Linked DNA regions of Mus musculus: regions 1 and 3 are each linked to region 2. The links are chromatin contacts, called in public HiCAR-type and HiChIP or PLAC-seq maps. All regions are on one chromosome and are shown on one strand. The core of a region is the stretch at or near the end of the contact, and the rest is flanking DNA. Distances in the headings are between cores, read along the strand shown. Region 1 holds the start of Zfp53 (zinc finger protein 53). Region 2 holds the start of Zfp13 (zinc finger protein 13). Region 3 holds the start of Zfp52 (zinc finger protein 52).

Region 1 (4,640 bases), core at 633-3,132, 2.1 Mb before region 2:
TTTTGTAGCTGCTGCAGTCATACCTTAAAGCTCCATTTCATTATTGCATTTCACATACTTTTTAATTGTGAGGAAAAATTCAAGATATGCAAACAGAAATTTCTCCCTAAATATAGTGACGATCTGATCAGAAAATAGAATTTGGAAAATCATTCCTTAGATTTCTCTATTCTGTCTTTTCTTCATATACTGAGTACAGTACTGTGATAGACGTTTGTGTTCTTTCTAAATATTCTTTCATTAGTCATGGGCTACCTCAGAGAACACATGGATTATTACATTCAAGTTAGATCTGGTCACCTGTCTGAGGCAAATGAGATTGCCCAGAAACATGGAGATGATATAGCCACAACCATGGTGGGCAAGTGAATGAGCAGGACACAACAGGTGTCCTGCCTGTTGTAACTGTTAGAAGACATTGCACCTTATTGTATCTGAATTACAGTGACTTAACACTAGTATAAAACAAAATTTACTTGACTATGCTGATGTCAGATTGGAATTTTTTTTTTTTACAAATATAAACCTAATGTGAGTCCATGAAGTAGCATTGTTCTGTAATTGCCTTCCTTATATGTAGGTATTCATTCATATTACATCCTTCATTTTCTTCTCAGTGGAGGATACACTGATACCCTTCTGGTAAATGATCTCAGGAGTCATTGTAGAGAGTTGACTTGAGAATAACTGTAAAAGGAAAGTTAAGAAACACAACAGTGTGTGGAACTCAGACAATGGAGGAAAGAAATAAGCAATAGCTGTCCACTGCAGACCTGCCTCAAATCATCTAGAAACTCTGACATCTGGCAGAATATTTGCTTTACATCAATAACTTTTGAAGAATCTAGTGATTCTATCTCTCTCTCTCTCTCTCTCTCTCTCTCTCTTTTTCCCCCCACCCCCCGGAAAGAAAGAAAAGGCCTTTGATGTTTTAAATGGAGCCTTTAATATTACAAAGTCTGGGTCATCAAAACAGTAATCTTCATTATGGTACATTAGTTTACCCAAGTATTGTGAATCTGAGTGCATTAAATTCTTCTTCATCAATTTCTGAGAAAAAATATTTAAAAACAGAAACATGTACTCTGAGTTGCACCCTAAAGCTGATTACTGATTTCTCAATTATTTGTTTCATCTTGGTTTTTCTGAAAATCCATGCAATTATAGTATAAGAAAATGTTAACTCCCCAGAGGTCTACTTACAAATCACAACTGTGTAAGTAATGGAAACATAAAGTTAAGAAACTTGCAAAAGCTTTTAATGAAGTTTAAATCTTAAAACACCGCAATTTATATTAAACTAAAATTATGCAAAGGTAACTGGGGACCACTGATGTGGTTCATAGACATCATAGGCGGGTAGGACTTTTCAATGGCTTCTTCCTTTAAGCTGTTTATCAGGTAGGATTTTTCTTTATTTTAAAACGAAGACTATGTTCCACGTTCCTGAAAAGTCTCTCCCCAAATCAAAATTGCAGTATATGGTTTTGAGTTCTCACGTTTGCATTTTAATAGATGGCATTCTGGCATCTGAATTTAGCCTGTTTTGCTCTTTGGTATATATTATATGGCCCAGAGGCTCATAGTCCAATGGGGGTGTTAGGATGCCTATTTTGTATCTGACGGGTTCAGAACTCACTATGGGGGTCAGATACCGGGATGCTGCGTCATATCAGATCCAGTTCTGGTCCAGGCTCGCAACAAGCAGGTGGGAAGACCGTGCAGATCAAGGCCAGGTCAGCCTTACAGCTGGATCTGTGGGAGGAAGCCTGAGACCGAGTGGGAGGGACTGATTTCCGTGGGGCGGAGCCACTCACCCGGAAGCAGAGGATGGGAGGATGTTACACATTGGCTGGGTGTAGAGGAAGGGTGTGGAGTGGGCGAGTTTAGAGGAGTGACCAGCAGGGATACTGAGATGCAATGTGTGTGAGCCTAAGGAATTGAGGCTAAATAGTCAGAGCCTAAAGTGTTAAGAACGCGTTTCCGGCCTAGGGTCTGCACTGTGTGGAGTCGCGTGGTGCAGACTTGCCTGCAGAGCACACGGCCGGGGTCTCGCGGGACCCGTGAACCCCCAAAGCTACAGGTGCCAGGCGGGGCGTCCTGGGAGAGTCAGCAGCGCCGCGGCGGGAACAGCAGCCTGGCGGCCCTGGAACCTTCCAGGTCAGAGGAGCTGCGGGGCTGCAGAACGGGCGGGAGTGGAGCAGAGCATGATCAATGTCTCCGCAACTCATAAAGATGACAGCTCTCAAAACTGTGCTGTTGGATGTCTTACCCTCGTCGATACATTTTTCAATAATATTGACTGAATAGTGCTATTTTTAATTGATCTTCTACCCTCCACATATTCTCCTACGAATAACCTAGTAGAACATTTAAATTTATCGGTTGATATTTGCAAACGCGGTTCTCTTTGCTATGGTGGAAAGGACAAAGCTCTTGAGATTTTCGATTATCCATACTAACTTCCGTGTGCTACCACTTCCTTATTCAAGAGAGTGGCATATGGACCTAGGGACTATGATTCCATGAAAGCTTCTAGATATTAGTCATGAAAGGAACACCTGCAAATTTAATTAAGAGTACAATTTGTTGTGAGTTCCACAGGTATGGATGTAAACATTAACTTTTAAAAGTCAACGTTTTATCCACCATTAATTTTTCATCTAAAACTCTGTGTATTCACTCTGTGATGTAAATATAGCGTTGTGAAAAGGGTGCCGCCAGGCTTGGTGACACTCATCTTTTATCTCAGCAGTCAGGAGACAAAGACAGATGGATCTCACTGAGTTTGTAGGCCAACCTGATCTACATCGTGAGTTCCAGGACTACCACAGCTACATTGTGAGACCCTGTCTCCAAAAACTTAAATATAAATACAACAACAAGACAAACAAGGGGAAGGAAGAAGGAAGGATGGATAAGAGGGAGGGAAGGAGAGAAAAAAAGTAAGGAAGGCAGGCAAGTCAGACAAAAAAAATTTTTTTTTGTCTTCTTCTGAGTTCTTAATGTTGCAAATTAGAGCCTGGAAAATCACAGTATGCTGTTTGAGGGAATCAGGCTACAGGGTTTTCACAGTTAGACAGCATTTGGTGGTGGTACACACCTATATTCCCAACACTCCAGAGGCAGAGGCAGGTGGAGTTCTTTGCCAGCCTGGTCTACAGAATGAGTTTAAGGAAACCCAAGGCTGCACAGAGAAACCCAGTTTTGCAGCAAAAAGAAAGAGACAGAGAGAATGAAACAAAATTAAAAGGCATTAATTATAGTATATGACAATATTAGAAATAATCTTGTGAATAATTATAACTCATCTACATCAGAAAATATCTGCAATCTTGTTTTGTTAATGGTTCAAGAAAAGCATTCTGCCCATGGACACATGACTAAACTGTTATGGAAAAGTCACCATTGTAGACCAGGCTGGACTGGAATTCATAGATTTCTACCCACCTCTATTTCCTCAGTGCTCACATTAAAGTTGTGCACCAGCAGGAATGTTCAAACTGTTATCTTTTATTTTGTGGTCTGTTGACAATCAGTGGTGTGACTCTGGACTTCTCCCAGGAGGAGGGGCAATGCCTGGTCTCTGCTCAGAGGGCTCTGTACAGACTGCATGTTGCAGAATTGGAACTCTGATTTCTGTGGGTGAAAATAGTTTTCTTGCTGTCTCCCTTGCTCCTCCTTTGGGTTCTTGGCAAATTAGACTGCAAGTATGTGAGATTTCTGTGGATGAGTCTCACATTCTACTGAGTAAGGTGAAATCCTCACAGGAACAAAGACCGATTTCAGGAAATGCTTTCTCTTCTTTGGGGTGTTCCTTTGTGAGTATAAGGCTTCCATAATTTTTAATCCAGGATAAATTTAGAACCTCACTAGTATATAATATTCTCATCCCAGTCATTCAGGTCCATTTCTGCCTCTGAGATTAAACTGGGCTGTGATTGGACGTGTGGTTCAAGTTGTGGTAACTGAAAATATTTTTTTGAATATTTTCAGTACTCCAACACTATGTGACAGTGGGAAGGGTTCACTGTAGAATCCTCAATTTCGTTTCTCTTAACCTACTGAGCACATGTTAGAAATCCAGGTGCTTTCTGAGGAATCTCTTTCTCATGTGCAGGGCTCACTGATCACCCAGACCAGCTCACCTATGGAGCAGAACAAAGAGACCTGGAAGATGGAGAGACAGGAGGCAGTAGCTAAGGATCCAGGTATGTTGGAGGATTGGTGAAGTGATGGCAAGGAATTCAAGTGAATGTGGAAGTGGGTCATGAAATTAGTTTTGCCACATTCTGTGTCACTAGAAATAATTCAGGATTATCTATTTTAGAAGTGAGAAGACTTTCTACAGAAGAACTGATACTAGAAGGGAAATAAAAATTTATTTGACTGTGCATGTGAATAATGCTGTCCTTATTCCATGTACATCACTGATCATGTCTACATACCAATATTAAATAGTTTTCATCTCAGTGTTTTTAATATATTATAGAATGATGAAAACTAATGCCTCTAGGTTTATTTATTGTTTTAAGAATTTCTGATCTTTTGGTATTCTAGCACATTCTCTATATTTTCTTCATTCTGAAAATAATGCCAACTGAGGTTTGGTAAGAATCAAGAGATTCTTGATAAGAATC
Region 2 (4,334 bases), core at 563-3,062:
AAACCATGATGGAGCCAGTTGGCCTTCCCCTCCCTGCCTGGGACTGACTGCTGGTCTGGACTCAGCTGCTCTATCGCCTGCATAAAACAGTTAGAAGGTTGAATGAGAGACAGTTGTCTACTCCAGAAAGTTCTAGATAAACAAAGAGCAATGCAAGCAATTACAACTGTTGCTCCACCAGTGTGCAGCTGACAGGGTATGACATCAGCAGAGAATGCAGATACACAAGGCTCACTGGGTATCAGAGGAAGGGACACTGGATACTGGTAACAATTCTTTAAGTGTCTACACCATAAAAGCAGCAGTACTTGTACCAGTGTATATTTATTAATAGTTATAACACCAACAGAACTAGGTGGGAGGATCCCAGTCCCGCTGACTTGGTCTGGTAGTTCTGGGTGTTCTCGCTTCATGGACCACAGGAGTCATCAGTTACAGGCTCACAAACTGCTTACAGACGACTCACACACTCATTATCTCCTTCGAGCCTACCAGTGACCTAGTAAGACAAGTGGGAGTGAGTCAACTTTACACACAGCACAAGTAGTTCCCACAGAGCAGGGCTGCCCAAGGTAACACACCAGGCCTGAGGCTGAGTCAGAATCCTCTAGCTCCAAGACCGGGAGTCCAAGCCTGGACCCACAAAGATGGCGATTACACACACACACACACACACACACACACACACACACACGCACGCACACACCTAGTAACAGGCAGAACTAGAACTTGGACACAGAGAGGTAAGCTATGAGGAGGTGCAACCCAAGAGAAAGAAAGTGGGCAGTAGAGGACTTTCCTGTGTTCTGTGGGCACTATGCCCCTTACTGGACAGAACAAAACCAGTTACACTGAAAAGACCAGTTGGAAGCTATTTTCCATGATTACACCTCTTCTCCCACAGTGACTCTCATGCTTCCTTTTGTCCAGACACAGGTTTTGAAAACACCCTCTCCTACAGTTCAAGGCATCCCTCCCTAGCTAGGATCCCAGGATACCTCATGGGATTTCTCCTCGTTCTCAGTAGCCGCGATGCTTTGACTGTCTGCAGACATCTTCCACTTCAGAGCCAGGAAAAACAGCAAATGGTTCTTTCCCTTGCTAGTCGAGCCCCGTCCAGGTTTTAGCCAAGAACCTGGAAAAGAGGAAAGTAATCACTACCGTAGGAACACTTCCAAAGTGTCCAGCACTCCCCATGCCTGACCACAGTGCATACGAAGTCTGCCAGCCCCTACGGTGCCCCGCGGTGAATGATATTTTCTGGTTTCTCGGAAAGGAATGGTATTGTCCCCTTTGTCACTGAAGCAAGAGCCCTAAATCTCAGTGAAGCCAGGTGATGGCAAGTGAGGGCTGAATCAGGGCTTCTTGTCAATGAGGTGCAGAAACTTCTGCGGAGAGCCTGCCAAGGAGGCGCCAGTGCGTTGATGCCTGCTGTGTGCCCCAGCCGGACACAGAGCTTCGCCTGAAACCCACAAATTAGCTGCCACCGTCAGCCGTTCTCTCAAAGCTGCAGCTTCCCACCTGGGAACGATCATCGTGGTCGTGGTCTGGGTGGTACGTGTCCTCATCTTCCCAATCCTGGGTCCAGCCCCTTCATTATCGCTTGCCAGCATTCCACCTTTGACCCTGCCCCCTTCTGCAAGCTGACTGCACGAGCCGATTTCCATGTGCCTTCCCTAGCATCCCCTTCACACAAGGAGGAAACAAAGGAGACCCGGGGGTGAAGGTGGGAATGGAGACCCCCTCCCTAGAGTGAAACCAGTGTCTGCAGCCAGAACAGAACGGATGGAGAAGCCCGGTGGAGGCTGGGATTAGGGACAACAGGAAGTTCCTTCCAGATCCCATTCCCCAACTCAGCTGTAGCTTTACAGAGTTCCCAGATTTGAGGGTTCCGGTCCTGGGGTCCCTTGCCTCTGCTGCACCTGCTTTTGGCTTGGGAGAAAGTGTCAGTGCTGGCTCTCAACGCTTACTATACCCAACGGTATCTATAAACACGAAACAGAAAAAACGGAAGATGCTCTGAGCCTTGTGGCACATGCCTTTAATCCCAGCACTCGAGTGGCAGAGGTAGGCAGATCCTTGAATCCTTGAGTTCGAGGCCAGCCTCGGCTACAGGGCGAGTTCCAAGACAGCACAGAGAAACTGTCTCAAAAACAAAACATAATTTCTGGTGTTTTGTGACTCAAAGACAGCACTGTAGTCATCATAACGGAGCAGCATTATTGCGCTGAATGGAAGGAGCAGAGCCATTCTCTCTCGCACACCACACCCACACATCAGAAGGTCTTTTACTCCTCTGGAGCACTTTGGACCCTCCCAAACTGGCAGAGTGCTCCATCCCTGAGTGCACTTAGGAAACAGGATGAGACTCTCTGTAGCCCACCCTGATGCCTACCTGTCTACAAGATGGGAGAGGAATTGGATTTTAAAAGAATCATTTAGGCTCGATAATAGAGGCGTATGGAGACTGACCCAGGGTGAATTTGAGAGAGGGGGAGGTATGGGGGATGAGTATAGTTCAACTACATTGTACAGAACTCTGAAGAACTAGATAAGATATCATGGATTTGTTGTCTCCGCTATGTAGCCCTAGCTTCCCTGGAACTCACTATATAGACCATGCTGTCCTCTAACTCTCAGAGATCTGAAGATACTATGGTTTTTAAAAGACAGAGAGTGGGGTGGAGGGGTGGAGTGATGGCTCAGAGGTTTAGAGCATTGGCTGCTCTTCCAGAAGACTTATGTTCAATCTCTAGCACCCACGTGGTGGTATTCCTAGCAGATCTGACACCCTCTTCTGAATTCCAAGTGTCTTGCACCCACATGCCACACAGACATATATACAACAAAATATAATAACTTTTAAATAGGGGCTGATTCAGTTGTCCAAGATCCTGATGCTACCTTCAGACCTGGGGAACTAAGGCTCTAAGGGGGAAGAAAGTGACTGTGCTTCTCATTCCATCCAGAACAGGTCATAGCAGTGTTAGGAGAGGGGTGGAGTCTTAGCCTGAGAACACTTCCTGGGGCGGAATGGTCTGCAGGAATTCATCCTGTGCCTGCTGGCTACAGCTCATCACTCATCGAGTCTTTTGAGACTGGATCTTTCATTCCAAAAGGCAAATACTAGTGGCTGAACAGTGGTTTGATCCTATAATCTCAGAAGTGATCAGGAGGCTGAGGCAGAGGAGTACAAAAAGTGAAGCCAGGCAGAGAGGGCTACATAATTCACAGAAACTAGGGCTACGTGGCAAGAAATTGTCTTTAAAATTTAACAACAAAAAGGAGCAACCCTAGTTCCCTGCACAAGTTCATGAAAGAGTAGTAAACTCAATGCTCCAAGGTATGCTAATCATAAAACAGATTCCTTCCTCCACCCACCCGCTTCCTGGGTTCAAAGAGTATTCATTCAAAGAAAGTCACCCTGACCCACCCTGACCACTACTGGAACCCACTATGCAAAGGTGCTATTGCTAGGGGCTCTTAGATTGTTAGGGGCTCTTAGAAACTGTCTTGAGAGATAACCTGACACTTGTGACTTTGTACTTCCTTGTGACTCTTAACTGGTATTTTTGGTATTTTCCAACAACGCCCTTCCCACCTCCTTGAGTTGTGGTTTTTTCCTTTAAATACCCCCTTACCCAGCTACTCGGGGCGCCACGGTCCTCTACCTCTACCTCTTTTATTCAAGAGCGCTCTTGAATAAAAATCCTCTTGCAATTTGCAGCAAGACCATTTCTCGTTGGTGATTTTGGGGTGTCGCCTCTCCTGAGTCAGAACGTGGGGGAGTCCTCACGTTGTGAGTCTTTCATTCACAAGCATGTGATGTGGGCTCACTGGGCTTAATTTCTTTTAAATTTGCTACAGTGGGTGTCACAGGGTTGGGATTCTGATTAGTCAGAAGACTGAGTCATAAGAGTCACAAGTTCAAGGCCTGCCTGGGCAACTATGAGACCTGTCTAAAAAACAAAAAGGCTGTGGAGCAGATTAATGATAGAGCATTTCTCTCATATGTGCCAGGCCCTAGACTCACATTCTAGTGATTTATAAAATGAGTAAAGTAATAGTTAACCGCACCATTAAAAAATGATTGGAGTTCCCTTGAAGTGTGTGTGTGTGTGTGTGTGTGTATAAGGGGGGTGGGGGGCCCAGCCCTGGCTGTCCTAGAACTTGCTTTATAGACCAGGCTGGCCTCAAACTCAGAGATCCACCTACCTTTGTGCTGGGATTAAAGGCATACACCACCATTGCCACCCAGACAAATTTGAATTTTTAAAAAACCAGAACATTTGGGTTGGTGAGATGGCTCCGCAGAAAAATATTTGCTGTGAAAG
Region 3 (4,130 bases), core at 348-2,847, 2.1 Mb before region 2:
TGCCCACTTCAAATACTGCCCATTCTCACTCCTACCTCTCTGCTATCCTGGTCCACAGTTCCAACAGTCACTTTGTTCATGTCTATTCATATTGCCTGGCACCCACTAAGATGAACCAGAGCCATTTGTGAGACTGTGGGTTTGAAGCTATGTTCAGGAGCCTGATGTGCTCAGCACAGGATGACAACTAAAGCCAGTGATTCTTCTTCTACAGTCTATCCATTGCCAATGCCTGAGAGGTAAAGCCTTTTCCCTTTCCTAGATTGACCGTGGTCTTGTGTGGGGCCAGTGCAGGCAAGGACAGCTGCTCTTGGTTACTGATTGCAGTAGTTGTATGGAGTCTAGAGAACTCTAGACTTGGAATTCTTAGCCTTTCCCCCTCTCTCCCTTCTTATTTCCTAACCATCTCTTCTTCCTCCATGCTTCTCAGAGCTAGACATTGGATTGTAAAACTGACTTTTCTAGGGTTGGGACCACAAACCTTACTTATTTTCTGCATCTGGGACGTGCAAGATTCTCTGCGTACACCACTGTACTAGAGAGAGAGAGAGAGAGAGAGAGAGAGAGAGAGAGAGAGAGAGAGAGAGAGTTAGTTCTAGGTTTTATCTCAAAGCACTTTTGGAATCATGAAGACAAACTTGTTTCTGCTTTACTAAAATGACATGTCCGCCATCTAGTGGTGAAAGAAGTTCAATGAAGTATGAATTCAGTCCTGACTGTTGAGGTCTGTCCCTGTAACATAGCTGTAGCCATTTTGTTCCATGCCTGCCAGCTATTTCACATTGTTTCTGTAATATGCCAGTTAGTCATTGACACAGAAAAATAATTTGACTCAGAGCAGGGTCGTGTTCCACATACCCTGTTATCTTCTGTGTGTTCTGAAGTTGGTTAATCTTAAGAACTTTGAAAATTATATGCTCCACTTAGGACCAATCAGAATAAAGGTCAGATAGAACTGCTCTGTCTGGCTAGCAAAAATAGCTTGGGTCAGAGAAAACCACAGGTCAGCACTTCCTGCACCTGCATATGAGCGCATTGTGATTTTTTTCATTCTTAAACCAGTCCTGAGAAGTGTTTGTGGTTGTAGCTCAGCCCCCAAATTCTGATCAGTCTTAGGGTATGCATCCAATTATCTGTCCTTGTCTGACTGAGATCAGGGTTTGTGTGGCATGTAGGGCTACTGCTGGACCCCAACACTGACCACTGAGTTCTTGAGACAACCTCCCCCCTCCCCCAAATCCACGTTCCTGAAAAGTCTCTCTCCAAATCAAAATTGAAGTATTTGGTTTTGGTTTCTCATGTTTGTGTTTTGGGGATGGGACTCTGGCATCCGAATTTAGCCTGTTGTTTGGTATGCAGTATGTGGTGGAGAGGATGATAGTGAGATGGGGATCTTAGGTTGTCTGTTTTGCATCTGAAAGATTCAGAATTCACTATGGGGATCAGATATCGGGGTGCAGGGTCCTACCAGATATAGTTCTGGTCTAGACTGGCTGCAAGAGTGTGGGGAGACTGTGCAGAGCAACCTGAAGGGAAGAGCTGTGGCAGAAAGAAGCCTGAGACAGAGTGGGAGGGGCCGGTCTCCGCTGGGCGGGCCCACTCGCCCAGAAATAGAGGATGGAAGATGTGGTACATTGGCTGGGTGTAGAGGAAGGGTGTAGTGTGGGTGGGATTAGAAGACTGAGGCCAGGGAAGCTAGGAAGCAAGGTGTGTTAGCTTGGGAAGTGGGACTAAAAAGTCAAAGTCTGGAGTGTCAAGAATCCGGTACAAGACTGAGCTGGGGTTGGGGTTGAGGGGTAGAGCGGCTGCACAGTGTGGAATCGCGTGGTGGAGACCTGAGTATGGAGGAAACGGCGGGGCTCGCAGAACCGGAAAACTTACCTATACCGCAGGTACCTTTTGAGCATCCTGGGAGAGTCAGCAGTTTAGCAGCTGGCAGAGGCAGCAGCGGGGGATGGGGGAGAGGAAGTGGGAGTGGGGGTGGGGACAAGGGAGGGAGGCGCTCGAACCTTCCAGGTCCGAGGAGCTGAGGCGGGGCTGGGGAATGGGCAGGAGTGGGAGGGGAGCAGAGCGGGATCAATTTCCCCTCTGATCATAAGGATAACGACTCTCAAAATTGTGCTGTGGATGTCAGACCCTCGTCGATAAATTTTCAGTAATATTAACTGGAATAATACTATTTCTTTTTATTGACCTTCTGGCTGATCTAGTAGAATATTTGAATTTATCAGTTAATATTTGAAAACGCAGCTCTCTTTGCTATGACGGAAAGGACAAAGCTATTGAAATTTACAATCATCCATACTAACTTCCGTATTCTACCACTTCTCTATTTAAGAAAGTGGCATGTGGTGGATTCCCCATGAGCTTTTAGTCACGAAAGGAACTCCTGCAAACTTAAATGAATTTGATTGTACTGTTTGTTGTGAGTTTTACTGGTATGGATGTAAAAATTAAGTTTTAAAAGTAAACTGTCTATCTACTATTAATTTTCCATCGGGAACGTATGCAATCTGTGATGCAAATTGTGAAAAGAGTGGCGCCAGGCTTGGTGACACTCACGTTTTATCTCAGCACTCAGGAGCAAAGGCTATATAGTGAGTTCCAGGACAGCCAGAGCTATATGGTGAGACACTGTCTCAAAAAACAAAACAATAAAAATAATTACAAAAAAAAAAAAAAAAAAGAGGAGGAGAGAATAAATAATGAAGGAAGGAAAGAAGAAAGGAAGAAAGCAAACAATCAAGGAAGGAAAGCCAGCTAAGAAAAAGAAAAAAAAATGTGTCTTCTTGTTGAGGTCTGCCCCATCTCAGAATAGCTGTAGCCATTTTGTTCCATGCATGCCAGCTATTTCAGATTGTTGCTGTAACATGCCTGCCAGTCACTGACACAGAAAAATAACTTGACTCAGAGCAAGGTCATGCTGATCACGTATCCTGTTATGTTCTGTTTGAGGTTTGTTAATCTTAAGAATTTCCACAAAGCCTTACGTAGGACCTATCAAATTAAAGGTCAACATGAACTGTTAGTCTAAAATGGCTTGAGTCAGAGCAGAGCCCTTCCTGCACCTGAATGTGATCTCATTGTGCTTTCTGTTCTTTGGGTTTTTTTCCTCCTTTTATAAGCTTACAGGAAAAGATATTTGTGTAGTTGCTCAGCCCCTGAAGTCTACTACCTGACTTATGAGTCTTAGGTTGTGCCTTCAAAAAACCATCAAGGATCAGATGGCTTACAGAGATCAGGATTTGTTTGTGTGGTTTGTTGGGCAACTCTTGGACCCCAACACTTTTGCTGAGTTTTTTTTTTTTTTAATATTTTTTTATTCTATATATGTGAGTACACTGTTGCAGGCTTCAGACACACCAGAAGAGGCCATTGGATTCCCATTACAGATGGTTGTGAGCCACCATGTGGTTGCTGGAAATTGAACTCAGGACCTCTGGAAGAGCAGTCAGTGCTCTTAACTGCTGAGCCATCTCTCCAACCCCTCTGCTGAATTCTTAATGTTGTAAATTAGAGTCTGGAAATCAGAGTATTCTCTTTGAGGGAATCCGGTCACAGTATTTTCACAGCTAGACAGGGCATTTTATAAACCAGTTTGTGGTGGCATATACCTTTAATCCTAGCACTCCTGAGGCAGAGGCAGGTAGATCTTGGAATTCTTTGCCAGCCTGGTCTACACAGTGAGTTTAAGGATAGCCAGGGCTACACAGAGAAACTCTGTTTGGGGGGAAGGGGGATAAAGAGACAAAAACAAAGTTAAGAGGTATTATAATATAGGATAATATTAGAAACAATCTTGTGAATAATTATGATCATCTACATCAGAAAAAAAAATCTCTGCAATCCTCTTGTTTTTCTTGGTTCAAAAAAAAAAAATTCTGCCCATGGATACATGACCAAATTGCTATGTAGAAGTCATCATATAGACCAGGCTGGACTGGAATTCACAGATTTCCACCCACCTCTATCTCCTCAGTGCTCACATTAAAGTTGTGCACCAGCAGGAATGTTCAAACCATTGTCTTTTATTTTATGGTCTGTTGACAATCAGTGGTGTGACTGTGGACTTCTCCCAGGAGGAGGGGCAATGCCTGGTCTCTGCTCAGAGGGCTCTGTACAGACTGCAT

Evidence for each region. HiCAR-type assays count read pairs that join an accessible place to other places. HiChIP or PLAC-seq counts read pairs in DNA pulled down with a chosen protein or histone mark.
Region 1: an H3K4me3 HiChIP or PLAC-seq map of stem cell-derived neural progenitor cells shows a contact between it and region 2, with 5 times the contacts expected there. The contact joins the promoter of Zfp53 here to the promoter of Zfp13 in region 2. A contact is called at or near these places in 2 of 39 promoter capture datasets (hippocampal neurons and pre-B cells) and 1 of 115 datasets of contacts at active chromatin or transcription factors (stem cell-derived neural progenitor cells).
Region 3: a HiCAR-type map of astrocytes shows a contact between it and region 2, with 4 times the contacts expected there. The contact joins the promoter of Zfp52 here to the promoter of Zfp13 in region 2. A contact is called at or near these places in 2 of 115 datasets of contacts at active chromatin or transcription factors (astrocytes and stem cell-derived neural progenitor cells).

The regions. Positions count from the first base shown.
Region 1 is chr17:21,487,106-21,491,745 of GRCm38.p6, forward strand. It overlaps Zfp53 (zinc finger protein 53), which reads left to right and starts at 1,883. Exons shown (of 5, transcript NM_013843.3): 1 at 1,883-2,160; 2 at 4,121-4,211. The coding sequence starts at 4,151.
Region 2 is chr17:23,584,440-23,588,773 of GRCm38.p6, forward strand. Zfp13 (zinc finger protein 13) reads right to left here and starts at 1,813. Exons shown (of 6, transcript NM_001356268.1): 1 at 1,522-1,813; 2 at 999-1,135. The coding sequence starts at 1,055.
Region 3 is chr17:21,533,942-21,538,071 of GRCm38.p6, forward strand. Zfp52 (zinc finger protein 52) reads left to right here and starts at 1,598. Exons shown (of 5, transcript NM_144515.2): 1 at 1,598-1,892. It overlaps 9330136K24Rik (RIKEN cDNA 9330136K24 gene), which reads right to left and starts at 1,937. Exons shown (of 3, transcript NR_131123.1): 1 at 1,882-1,937; 2 at 487-530.